3 separate regions of the Mus musculus genome follow, and all the other regions are linked to region 1. A link is a contact called in public HiCAR-type and HiChIP or PLAC-seq data. All regions are on one chromosome and are shown on one strand. Each heading gives the region's core, a stretch centred on a gene start, on an enhancer-like site or on the middle of the called end of the contact. The rest is flanking DNA. Distances are from core to core; before and after follow the strand shown. Region 1 has its middle 74 kb from the start of Atp6v1g3. Region 2 has its middle 35 kb from the start of Dennd1b. Region 3 overlaps Crb1 (crumbs family member 1, photoreceptor morphogenesis associated).

The links. HiCAR-type assays count read pairs that join an accessible place to other places. HiChIP or PLAC-seq counts read pairs in DNA pulled down with a chosen protein or histone mark.
Region 2: a contact with region 1 is called in a FOXA1 HiChIP or PLAC-seq map of pancreatic cancer cells. The contact joins two enhancer-like sites. A contact is called at or near these places in 1 of 115 datasets of contacts at active chromatin or transcription factors (pancreatic cancer cells) and 1 of 9 other capture datasets (embryonic stem cells).
Region 3: a contact with region 1 is called in a HiCAR-type map of astrocytes, with 2.6 times the contacts expected there. The contact joins two enhancer-like sites. A contact is called at or near these places in 5 of 484 Hi-C or Micro-C datasets (cortical neurons, olfactory sensory neurons, pro-B cells and 1 more) and 1 of 115 datasets of contacts at active chromatin or transcription factors (astrocytes).

What each region holds. Positions count from the first base shown.
Region 1 is chr1:138,346,385-138,349,972 of GRCm38.p6, forward strand. No RefSeq gene overlaps it. Among named protein-coding and RNA genes, the nearest start is that of Atp6v1g3, 74 kb to the left of the region's middle. Within about 2 kb of position 2,302, at least 160 of the 459 cell types and tissues checked have an H3K27ac peak or open chromatin away from gene starts, as enhancers often do. A contact at or near this core is called in astrocytes and pancreatic cancer cells, where this site is marked.
Region 2 is chr1:138,926,954-138,930,850 of GRCm38.p6, forward strand. No RefSeq gene overlaps it. Among named protein-coding and RNA genes, the nearest start is that of Dennd1b, 35 kb to the right of the region's middle. Within about 2 kb of position 1,763, at least 151 of the 459 cell types and tissues checked have an H3K27ac peak or open chromatin away from gene starts, as enhancers often do. A contact at or near this core is called in pancreatic cancer cells, where this site is marked.
Region 3 is chr1:139,345,137-139,348,831 of GRCm38.p6, forward strand. The region is part of intron 1 of Crb1 (crumbs family member 1, photoreceptor morphogenesis associated); the gene reads right to left. Among named protein-coding and RNA genes, the nearest start is that of Crb1, 30 kb to the right of the region's middle. Within about 2 kb of position 1,800, at least 66 of the 459 cell types and tissues checked have an H3K27ac peak or open chromatin away from gene starts, as enhancers often do. A contact at or near this core is called in astrocytes, where this site is marked.

The sequences.
Region 1 (3,588 bases), core at 1,052-3,551:
CCTTCACTCTGACAACGGACACCGGAAAGAAAGCATGGAAAGACAAAAGATCGGGAGTTCTCCTCATATTACTCTGCTATCCCCTTCAGAGTTTGAAAAATAACGTTGTACTCAATAACAATATTTTTTTTCTGCCCGTCAAATGTTAGATTTAGCGCTTTGGCATAGCATTTGCAGTTATATAAATGATCCATGTTTAGTAACCACTGATTGGATGGGGATGGGAAATGTAATAGCCAACTACAAATATTAACAATTGTTTCAGTCCTGAGAATATGCAAAGGCCCTTTAGTGTGCAAGCACCTCGCCTGCTCCGACCGAGCACTTGAGACAGCAGAGAGTCTTTCCAGTGGAGTGACTACCAGGTCCGAGAGGTGAGTGAGGAACGGTCAGCTTAGCTCAGTAGCCCACGTGTGGGGAAAAAGTAAAGAGAAATCCTGGAACATGTTTAAAGCACTCCATAATCCCCCTACTCAAAAGCACGTAAGTGAACAATCTGGATGATCAGAGTTCGTTTTTATTTTTTCCCAAACTGAAAAGAAAAGGTTATATTTTCTTTCTGCTCATATCCATCTTATTATTTTTAAATTTAATTTCAACCTGCCTCTCCCTTTCCTGTTTTTACCCAAAAGTAGAATTGTAAAAAAACATTCTGTGGTGTTATTTCTGGCCAGTATCAAGCCAGGAAGCTCTTGCAATCTTGAGGGAGTGCCTGATCCTGAGAGCTTGCCAGCCTTCCTCCAGCTAGGTGGAAGAAAACAAAGACACTCGATACTCTATGACTTCTTCCTCAGCGCTTGTGGATGCTCGCTTACTTTGGGAAGATTCACAGCAATAGCGAATGATGAGAATAAGTTGCATTAATTCACAGGCACATGCGTCCTGGTTCCCCTTCTGAAAACTAGTGGGTTGGTTTTTTTTAAGGTAAAAGTTGAATGAAGAAACAGATGTTAACTCCAAAAGTCTTTCTCCTGCAATATGTAGCAATGGGCATTCCCCATCAAACTGCTCATGGAACACTCCTTATAGCCATGCTCTTTAAAATAACCCCTCAACTTTTGAGATTTACACAAAACTAAATTTTACTCCATAGCAGTATTCTCCTCTCAAAATTCAAAAATCTAACCTCAATAAATTTAGCTTATGATTTGCTTTTGATGTAAAAGCAAGTGGGAAAATTTTAAAAACTTAAGTTCCATAAATTTCAAACATAATTTTTTTTCAGAAATTATTTTATAGCTAATAGAATTCTACTGGAGGAGGAAGGGCCATTCTCACACAGGAGCATCAGTCTCCAGTCTGAGCAACTTCACTCTGCAGGGTATTCTGTTTCACCAGTTATGTAGCTGTGTCCAGCTGTCATCCATGGTATTGACTACTTCTGTGGTTGTGATCTATTGTGGGTATATAAATATATAACATATGCATTGCTTTTTTTCTTCCTGATAGTGAATGAAATCGTTAGATTTTTTCCTGAATAAGCAGAAAACACTATACATTTTTAAACAAATCCATTAAAATAATCAGTGTCCTCCCTCCATACTGAGTGCATTTGGCATCTTGAACTACATGGCCATTTCTAGCTAATGTTAAAAGAAATATATTGAATTATTGGAAACTTAGAACTGTTTTCACCCAAATTCAATTCTGAGCATCTACAGATTGGTCAATTTGAACCCTTATGCCTATGGGTTTTTTTTTCTTTCTTCTAGTGTGTATGGACACCATTGAAATAAAAGAGAAAACTTGCAAGAATGAGCCACTTTACAACATTTCATATTTAATTAGAGAAGACGAGCCAGGAGGGCTGCTGACACGGTGCCAGAGAATATTTCTAATTGCTTTACATCTTCCTACTTCGTGATGATGTCTCCTCTAGTGGGAGAAAAAAAATAAATCAGTTAATAATTACAGGTACTACCATTTTTTTTTTCAGAAACAGTCAACACCCCTCAGTCAGCTAGCTCGGACCTCAGTGTGGTGAGCTGTGCTTAGTCTCCTGGATACTATTGTTTAGATTTTCCTCATTGATTCCCAACACTTACATAAAGTCAAACACATCAGGCCTCCTGCTGATGGAGGTTAATCTGCTCACTGTACAGATGAAGGACAGGTCACAGCGAGGCTTCTGGCCCTTACTCACTAGCTTCTCCATGAGAAGTAGAACTCAGCTCCCCCATGAACACGCTTTGCTTTTGGGTTCCTGCCATTCCCTGGGGCTGTTCGTTAGATTCCACACAGACTTCTCATGACATGACTCACACTTGACTCACAGAGTCTACAAAGAGCACAAAAGCCAGCTGACCACATCCTGCCACGCACACCCCTTTAACAGTCCCAAGCCCTCTCTTTCTAAGTCACTGCCCTGGGAAGACGGTATTATACCCAATCTGATAGGTACTTACTTCCTTGTGCTATTGCTCTGACGGTCTCAGGGCATTTTGCAAACACTCTGCATTCACCTTTACCTCACCGGAAGAAAATCCTCTTTGTGCAGGGAAAAATACATTGGTCTTAGGTAGCTTCTACTTTCTGGTTTGTCCCTAGTCTGTCTGATATGTGTTTATGTATGCTGCCTAATGTCTAAGTGTTTGGCTCATGTCTCTCACTGGAGCGGGGGAGGGGGGGTATAAGAGATACTTTACAGAAATCTTTAGCAAAGTTTTATAAGCAAAAATATCACAGAGTTCAACTGAGCCATGTGACAGACAATACTGCCAACATACCGTGTATCAAACAATATCTCTATGCTGTTTCCAACATTTATGGCAAGTATTTGTAGCATAAGGTCTCTTTTGACATATTTGCTGTTTTCAACAAATGATTATCATAACACAAACACACACACACACACTGTTCTCTGGGTCAGGGGCATGGAACAGTACATAATTTAAGATTACAGCTATGCACTAGTGTAGGTTGTAAAAGGTGATTATATTGGAAATCCAAAGCAAATAAAGTTGGGTGTTCTTTTGTTCTCTTAAATCAAGTTAAGCAAGCAGGCCAAGTACACAGTAGGATGGCAGTCATAGTATTATATGACCTCAAGGTGTATTGTTAACTCAGGGGACAGGGGCTTACTGGCCTCAACCGTACACAACACACAACTAAGGAATTCTGTGAGAGAGTAAAAGAAATAGTCTCAGAGAAGAAAAATAGGTAAAGAAATAAACCAATTGATTATCTAATACCAAATGCCCGACCCTGAAAACATATGTATACAAGTAATATTATATAGGCTGAGTAGGTTGTATTCATTTATATACATGATATATAATATTCATTTCTATATGAATATTATATGTAAATGAATATATTCATATGTAATGCATAAATATGCCAACTCTTCATCATATGCAATGATTTTAACCAGTTGTTGCATAACCTCAGTGCCTATGAAATTACTGATTTTAACTTCCTAAACCCTCTCCTGCTGAACACATCACAAAGGCTGCCTGTTAGACTTACGTGTGCCCTCTACTCCTGCACTGTAGCAAATCTGAAAAATGGATTTTCCATTGAGTATTACTGCTCTGTTTTTTTTTTTAATTCAGCCACCAGTAGAGAGATTGAAACAAATGTATAGGC
Region 2 (3,897 bases), core at 513-3,012, 580 kb after region 1:
AGGTTTCTATGGCTTGGAGTCTGAGGATTGCACCTTCTTCACTGGAGAATTACTCTTGTATGTTTGTTATGTTTTTATCAGAAAATTACAGATGTAGTTGATTCACTATGTTTATATAAAGCTCCTATCATGTAGTTGAGATGGTAAAGCAAAATATTGCAGCAGTAGCATAAAGTATGCCAGGAAAATCTAAATCTATTGGTCAAGTAAATCTATAATATCCATTTTCATCCACTTCATAAAAACACACAGAAATAAAGTGGCGGTTGTGCATGTGAGACATTCAAGAATAAAGGAAAATGTAAATTTCCTATAATTCGCTGGTTTTGTCAGGTATTAAAGTAATACATGAAAATGCTCTTCTTCATTATTTAATACTATAATGACAGGAAGTCATGGATCTCATAATGTTTTAGTCAATGACAGCCAGCCTATACCACAATGGACTCACAGGTCAAATCATCAGCGGTGGCGCACGCCTTTAATCCCAGCACTTGGGTGGCAGAGGCAGGCAGATTTCTGAGTTCGAGGCCAGCCTTGTCTACAGAGTGAGTTCCAGAACAGCCAGGGCTATAAAGAGAAATCCTGTCTCAAAAACAAACAAACTAACAAACAAAAGATCAAATTACCCAGTGACATCATAGCTTCTTGATTTATACAAATGGGCTCTTCTCACATGATGAGAAAAATCACTAAGGACACATTTCTCCTAATACAGTCACTACCCAGTACATGACTGTTATCCAAAGTGTACCCAAGGCTGGAAAAGATGGCTCAGAGCTTAAGAGGCACTTCTCTTGCAGAGGACCCTGCTCAGTTCAGTTCCTGGAGCCCAAGCCTTGCAGTGTACAACCACCTGCAACTACAGTTCCAGGGGATGCAATGTCCTCTTCGTGCCTCCACAGGCACCTGCACGTTCATGGTGCACACATACACTGACCCTACACATACACAGAAAATAAGAAATCATGTTAAAAACTGTTTTTAAAAAATGGTGAGATAACTCAATGGTACAACACTTGCCTAACACGTATGAAGCCCGAGGTTTAGTGTCCATCACCCTCTCTCTCTCTCTCTCTCTCTCTCTCTCTCTCTCTCTCTCTCTCACATATGCACACACTCACACAAAGGAAGGAAGAGTGGGAGGAAGAGGAATAAATACTGATTTTGAAGAAGAGAATAGTGCATGTTCATAAGGCCAAACTTGCCACCCTCCTGCTAGCACTTTTGTTTATTTGAATAATACTACAATATTGTCTTCAATATAAAGTTCCTAACAGGCTTCTTCCTAACAAAAATACATGACAGAGAGAGAGAGGAGAGAGAGACAGAGAGACAGAGAGAGAGAGAGAGAGAGAGAGAAGACAGAGATGCAAAATTTTATTGGGTTTTATTGATTAAGATTTTGGGGTAGGTAATATGTTCTTATCTTTGCTAAGTGGGAGGTTCAAGGTCAAACTGAACCATACAGAAATGGGTACAGGATAGAAGTTAAAAAAAAAAAGAAAGAAAAGAAAAGTCTGGTAAGCTCTTGACGACTGTACGTGCTTCCTACGCGGTAAGAGTCCATACACTTCAGTCGGAGAAATAGATTTGAGTTAGGAAGCACAACAGTAGCTACTTAATCACACATCCCAGTTCTCAGCATTCTGGATGTTGTGAGGTGTGCTGTGTTTTGTCCCTTTTCCTGGGCTTAAAGCTCCTCACCTTTCACCCTGTTTCTCACCCTGGAGGCTGAACTTTAAAGCACCAACTCAGAAGCACCTTTGCCCTCTGGGTTCCAGCAGGCTAATCAGTGGGAAGCCTTCACAGAAGTGCAAGCACACTATTGGCAACCTGTGTCCTTCCCTGTGTGCGCCCCTTTCAATGCTCTATGCAGAATTTTCCCTTCTGGTCTTTGATAATCTTTAACTTTATCCCGTTTGCTCTAGAGACTGGACTATTCTACCATTACTGCCTACTACACTGTTCTCTGTGGCTTCCCAACACTGCCATTCCGTCGCAATGAGTCACTTGGTAAATACGCCTTTCTTGGACTTTATCCCAGTTTGGGAGAGCTATCTACTTCCTGTTTGAAACACTGACACATTTTGGAGACTAATATTGCCAGGTTTTCTCAGGAGAATGGTTCCAAGCACATTCTGGAGGGGAGGTGGAGCTCCTGTTTCACATGGAAGGGACAATCTGCTGCAGATACAGATGCAGATGCAAATGCAAACACAGACGCAGATGCAGATACAGATGCAGATGCGGATGCGGATGCAGATGCGAATGCAGATGCAGTTCAGCACATCATAGCCTTCTTACTGAATTATTCCAACCCCACCACGATGAGTCAGCACAAGAGCTGTGTAAACCTAGATGGCTTCTGGTTACTTTCTCTGTCCCGTTCTATAGGAAAGTTCCAGAGATCCCTGAGGGTCCTGGTCCATCCCATAATGATGATAGAGATCACAGGACTCCCTAGGCTAGAAGTTTCTCTTAATTACAGGATAGGCATGCAAGGCTTTGATGGGCTAGGGAAAATAAAAGGAATAGTAATCACATTTAAAATTAGTCCTTGGGGGCTGTGGAGACGGCTAAGTGGATAAGAGTGCTTGCTTTATGTGTGTGTGTGTGTGTGTGTGTGTGTGTGTGTGTGTGTGTATGTATGTATGTATGTATGTATGTATGTGTATCATGTGCATGCCTGGTGCTCGGGAAGGCTCGAAGAGGGCATTGGATTTCCCTGGAACTGGAATTACAGAAGGTTGTAAGCTACCATGTGGGTACTGGGGACCAATCTCCAGTTCTCCTAACCTTTGACCCTTAACGGCTAAGTCATCTCTCCAGCCCCAGTTGTAGAACAACTTCCAAGGCAGGCTTTGCTTCCATAGCTCTCAACACAAAGCCAGATCAGAGGCTAGCACGTGAAACACCATCCTCCTAGCCTTTTACGCTAAAGAAAAAGACAGTGACCCCTCTGCTCTGGAAACAGTGACGCACATTTTTGGGAATTCATATTGCTCGATATTCTAAGGAGAAAAGTTGCAAGCTCATTCTGGAGTGGAAGTGGAGCTTACATTGTACCTGGATGGGACAGTCTGTTAAACTAAGATGCAGACACAGATCAGCATATCACCTTCCTGTCATATTGTCCCAGCCACACCACAATGAACCATCGACCAGTGATGAGTGCTGGGCATCAGTCCAGGGTCCTGGTATTTTAGAGAGTCCAACAGCCGGGCTGAATCCCCACCCTAGAGAGTCACCTTTTAAAAGCTCCTCTTACTTCCCTTTGCAAAGCCATCCAGCTGCTTGGCCTTGGAGCTGCTCTTCCACATTCTTGTGCAGAGTGTTTTTTTTTTTTTTTAAGCCCTCATTTTCCTCCTCTCAGGAAGCTTTACCTCCGTCCTTTTCCACATTGTGACCTCTGGTCTTCATAGGAGTCAGGACTACGGTCATTATAGCGACACACGCCTTAGGGCCACTTCCTTACCTGTGCTTAAAACTAAGAACTGCCCACACTTTAGCTTTCAGGCACTTAGTTTCAGTGTTCCTCAGAACTTCTTGTCTTGTAATGAAAACAGCAATACCTGCCCCCTTCCTTCCTCCCCTTTCCCCATCCTACTAAGTATCTCCCTTTCAGCTGTTTTCTCTCATGTAGTTCCCAGATTCTAATGCTTAGTCGTAGATTTCTTAATTTTAATGCTTTGACATTTCTGTGGTGGGCACTGGGATGAATTATACCTCCAGGAGCAAACAGCTTATCTTCCGGTAACCTTTTTTTTTTTTTTTTTGTCATGATAGACGACCTGGCCTAAGCAACCTTAAGAAAGAGGAGGAAGCAGTTATTTTGCCTGATGGCTTCAGTTAGTTTACTCTGAGAGCAGCTGGCTCCATTATTTTGGGCCAGAG
Region 3 (3,695 bases), core at 550-3,049, 1.0 Mb after region 1:
AGGGCTGTGGGAATGCTTCAGCAGACGAGGAAGGCACCTGCTAAGCTAAGGAGGTCTTTCTCTGACACATACATGGTGCGATGAGAGAACCAACTCCCAAAAAACTATTTTTGCAAGCCTTGGCACGTACACACACACACACACACACACACACACACACACACACACACCACACACCACACACACCACACACACACAAACACACACACACACCACACACACCACACACACCACACACACCACACACACCACACACACCACACACACACACACACACCACACACCACACACACACACATACACACACACACACACACACACACCACACACAGACATACACACAGACACACACCACACACACACACACACACACACACACCACACACACACACACACACACACACACACCACACACACACACACACCACACACACACACACACCACACACACACACACACACCACACACACACACACCACACACACATACACACAGACACACCACACACACACACACTACACACACACACACCACACACACACACACACACACACACACACCACATACACACACACACACACACACATGCTGCACGCGCGCACACACACACACAAGGTAAATAAATGAGTAATGTAAAACACCAATTGTCAAAATTAATTTTAATATATTTAGTGTAGCCAAGTATCCCTAAAATATTTTCATTTCAATATATAATTACTACAAAATTACTTAGATCAAACGGTACCATTTGTATTTTCTTTGCAAGTGTGCTTTATACTTTCAGCACACTCCAGCTATCAAAGCCACATGTGACTAATGGCTGATGCTGCAGACAGGGCAGCTCTTGATGTTTTCATGTGTTTGGAGAAGCAACTAAGCCCTAGAAGAGTCATGCACTGTAGTGACTGTGCATAAGATGTTTTTCTCTGTAATTGAAATGTGCTACTTCATTATTGTTGTAACTACAATTAAGGCATCTCAGTGTGCCCCATGAGAGACATTTGTAAGGTATCTTCAAATAGTGTACATCCTCAGAAGCCCTGGGCAAGGCACGCTTTGGTCACATCTCCCATATTGCTGCAGTCTTGTGAATCTCCAGCCAGAGCAGTCCCAGGACTTACTGTTGCTAAGATACGTTGTAACAGTCATCTACTAAAATATTAGCTCTATAAGGTCAAGTATTAGGATTTTTCAGTGTGTCTGTATATATGACCTATGTGTTCAGTTAGGATTGAGCACTTTATTTTATTGTCGTGTGTGTGTTACATGAGTGTGTACATGCATTGATCACATGTATGTGAGCACAGATGTGTAATGGTGTGTGCATACATGAATGCATGTGTTTACAGAGGCCTAAATGTACCCACCAGATTTCCACTAGGTTTCTGGGGATCTGAACTGCCGTCCTCACGTTAACTGTTTGGGTCACGAGTGCTTTGACCACTGTGTTGTTTCCCCAGTCCCCGATTATGCATTTTGCACGCTCCCATGTGTCTTGAATAGTTTGGAGAATACATACTGATTGTTTTGCTCTTCTGGCTAATTGGTTTCCCTGGGGAAATTGGTTTTGCTCACTCTATGGCTCACTACACTTGAACAGAGAGAGGCTGATTTGCTTCACTCAGATCTCTCGAAGTTGTGGTTGGCATCTGGGGGAAAACCCAGGTTACTGTGGCTACCAGCTAACTTGGAAGCCACCCTGAATAGATTTCTTTTTCTTTATTCAGCTAAGAGCTCCCTGGCACTGAGCACAACAGCTGCGAAGCCGCAGTGCCTCTGGTCTGGATACAATTTGGAGGTGTTTGAGGGGCTCCCTGCCTGGCGTGCTCTGGCACATCCGCTTCTAAGCAGGGCCTTGGTGCACATAGACATGCCTTGGCTCTTCTGCACAACGTCACAGGATACATGCAAAACAGGGCTTGAGCTCGCAGGGACCTGTTTGGCAGACTCTACCCAGAAGGGGAAGGCAAGTGCATAAGTAATGAATTCTGAGGCTGTGTTGCTTAGCATGAAACACCAGGGAAAAGAAAATGCTGATGTTTGAAAACTCCCAGGGAAATGTAGGGGTACTGGCATCCTTCTGAGAGCTGCAAGAGACTGTCTCATACATGGGATTGGCAGCTTAACTGAATAGAAAGCATAAAGGCTCCATTTGGGGGTGTGCATAAGGAGTTACATACCACAAAAGCGCCTGATCTTAAACACCAACACCGTGGCCGTGACCACCTCTGTTTCGAGGGCATGCCTTTGTATTTAATATGTTTTTTGAGTTGATGGGAAAAGAAGGATAAAGTCCAGCAAATTCCATATCTGTAAATTGAATATATTTATGGAAGTTTTGTCTAATGCTAGTATTTAAAGTGATGTTTTGAAAATGAAGCCCGCACATTACTCGTCACTGTGTATACCTCCTAACTGACCCATGGAACTGAAAGAAGCAAGCCTAATTCTCATCTTCTTTAACTGATAGAATGATTACATTTAAGCCTTATGTCATTATTTCTCTTAAAAATTGTATCCAACCCACCACGAAGCAGCAGTCCTGTGCCTTGGACCAGTTATCTATCTTTTGAACACTCACTTAGAAGCTCTGGAATGGTGCTTATTTATGAGTGAGACAGTTCCTTTGTTCTGTTCTGTCTTATTTTCCCACACTAAGATAGCTTTGGGCAAGGTACTAAGCTTCCTTTTATAACATTTTCCTGAGTTATTAGTCAAAGAGAGATGGATCATCCATGACTTAGAGCATTTTGGATGGTATAACAAAATTTGCACAGTTAATCTGCAGAGAGCAGAAGTCTCTCCACCTATGGCAGAGTACACTAGCACAGCCATTGGTCTGTTTTTCCACCATATCAACCACCTTTGGACAATCTATGTGAAAGTTAGAAGGTTTTTCTATAAAGGCTATTAGAAGTTCTCCCTGTGTTAGTGAATACTATAAAATGGGTCTAATGGGATGGCTCAGTGGGTAAGGTGCTAGCATCTCAGCCTAACCACCTTAGGTCAATCTGGAATACTCACACAATGGACAGACAAAACTGTCACAAACTGACTTCTGATCTCCAGAGGCATGCCACACTCACATAAATCACAAATAAGTAAATGAATATGTAGTGAAAATTTGTATCTTTCACAAATATTCTGTATGTTTTAAAGATATTTTCTACGTTTTATCTCAGTTTTATTTGTAGAAATACAGATGTGCCGGGCGGTGGTGGCGCACGCCTTTAATCCCAGCACTTGGGAGGCAGAGGCAGGCTGATTTCGGAGTCCGAGGCCAGCCTGGTCTACAGACTGAGTTCCAGGACAGCCAGGGCTATATAGAGAGAAACCCTGTCTTGAAAAAAACAAAACAACAACAACAACAACAACAAGAATACAGATGCTATCCAGAAGTAAAGGACACCAAAATAACATCAGCTCAAGCCAGGACTGTATAAAATAATTGATTGTTTAATCCTCAAAACATTAAAGCAATAATTTCAAGGTTCTGTTAAATAAACCGTGCGTTCCAAGAAAATGCCAATCCTAGGTATAAAAGGGTTAAAAAAAACCCACGAAGAATCCATTTGCCTCTGGTCCATTTCAAAAGCACCCTATCATGTTGTTATAGAAACCACTTGCAGCTGGAAACCCCCCATCATGATTATTGCTATAGTAACCACCAAATGACAAGAAGCTAGTCTTTCATC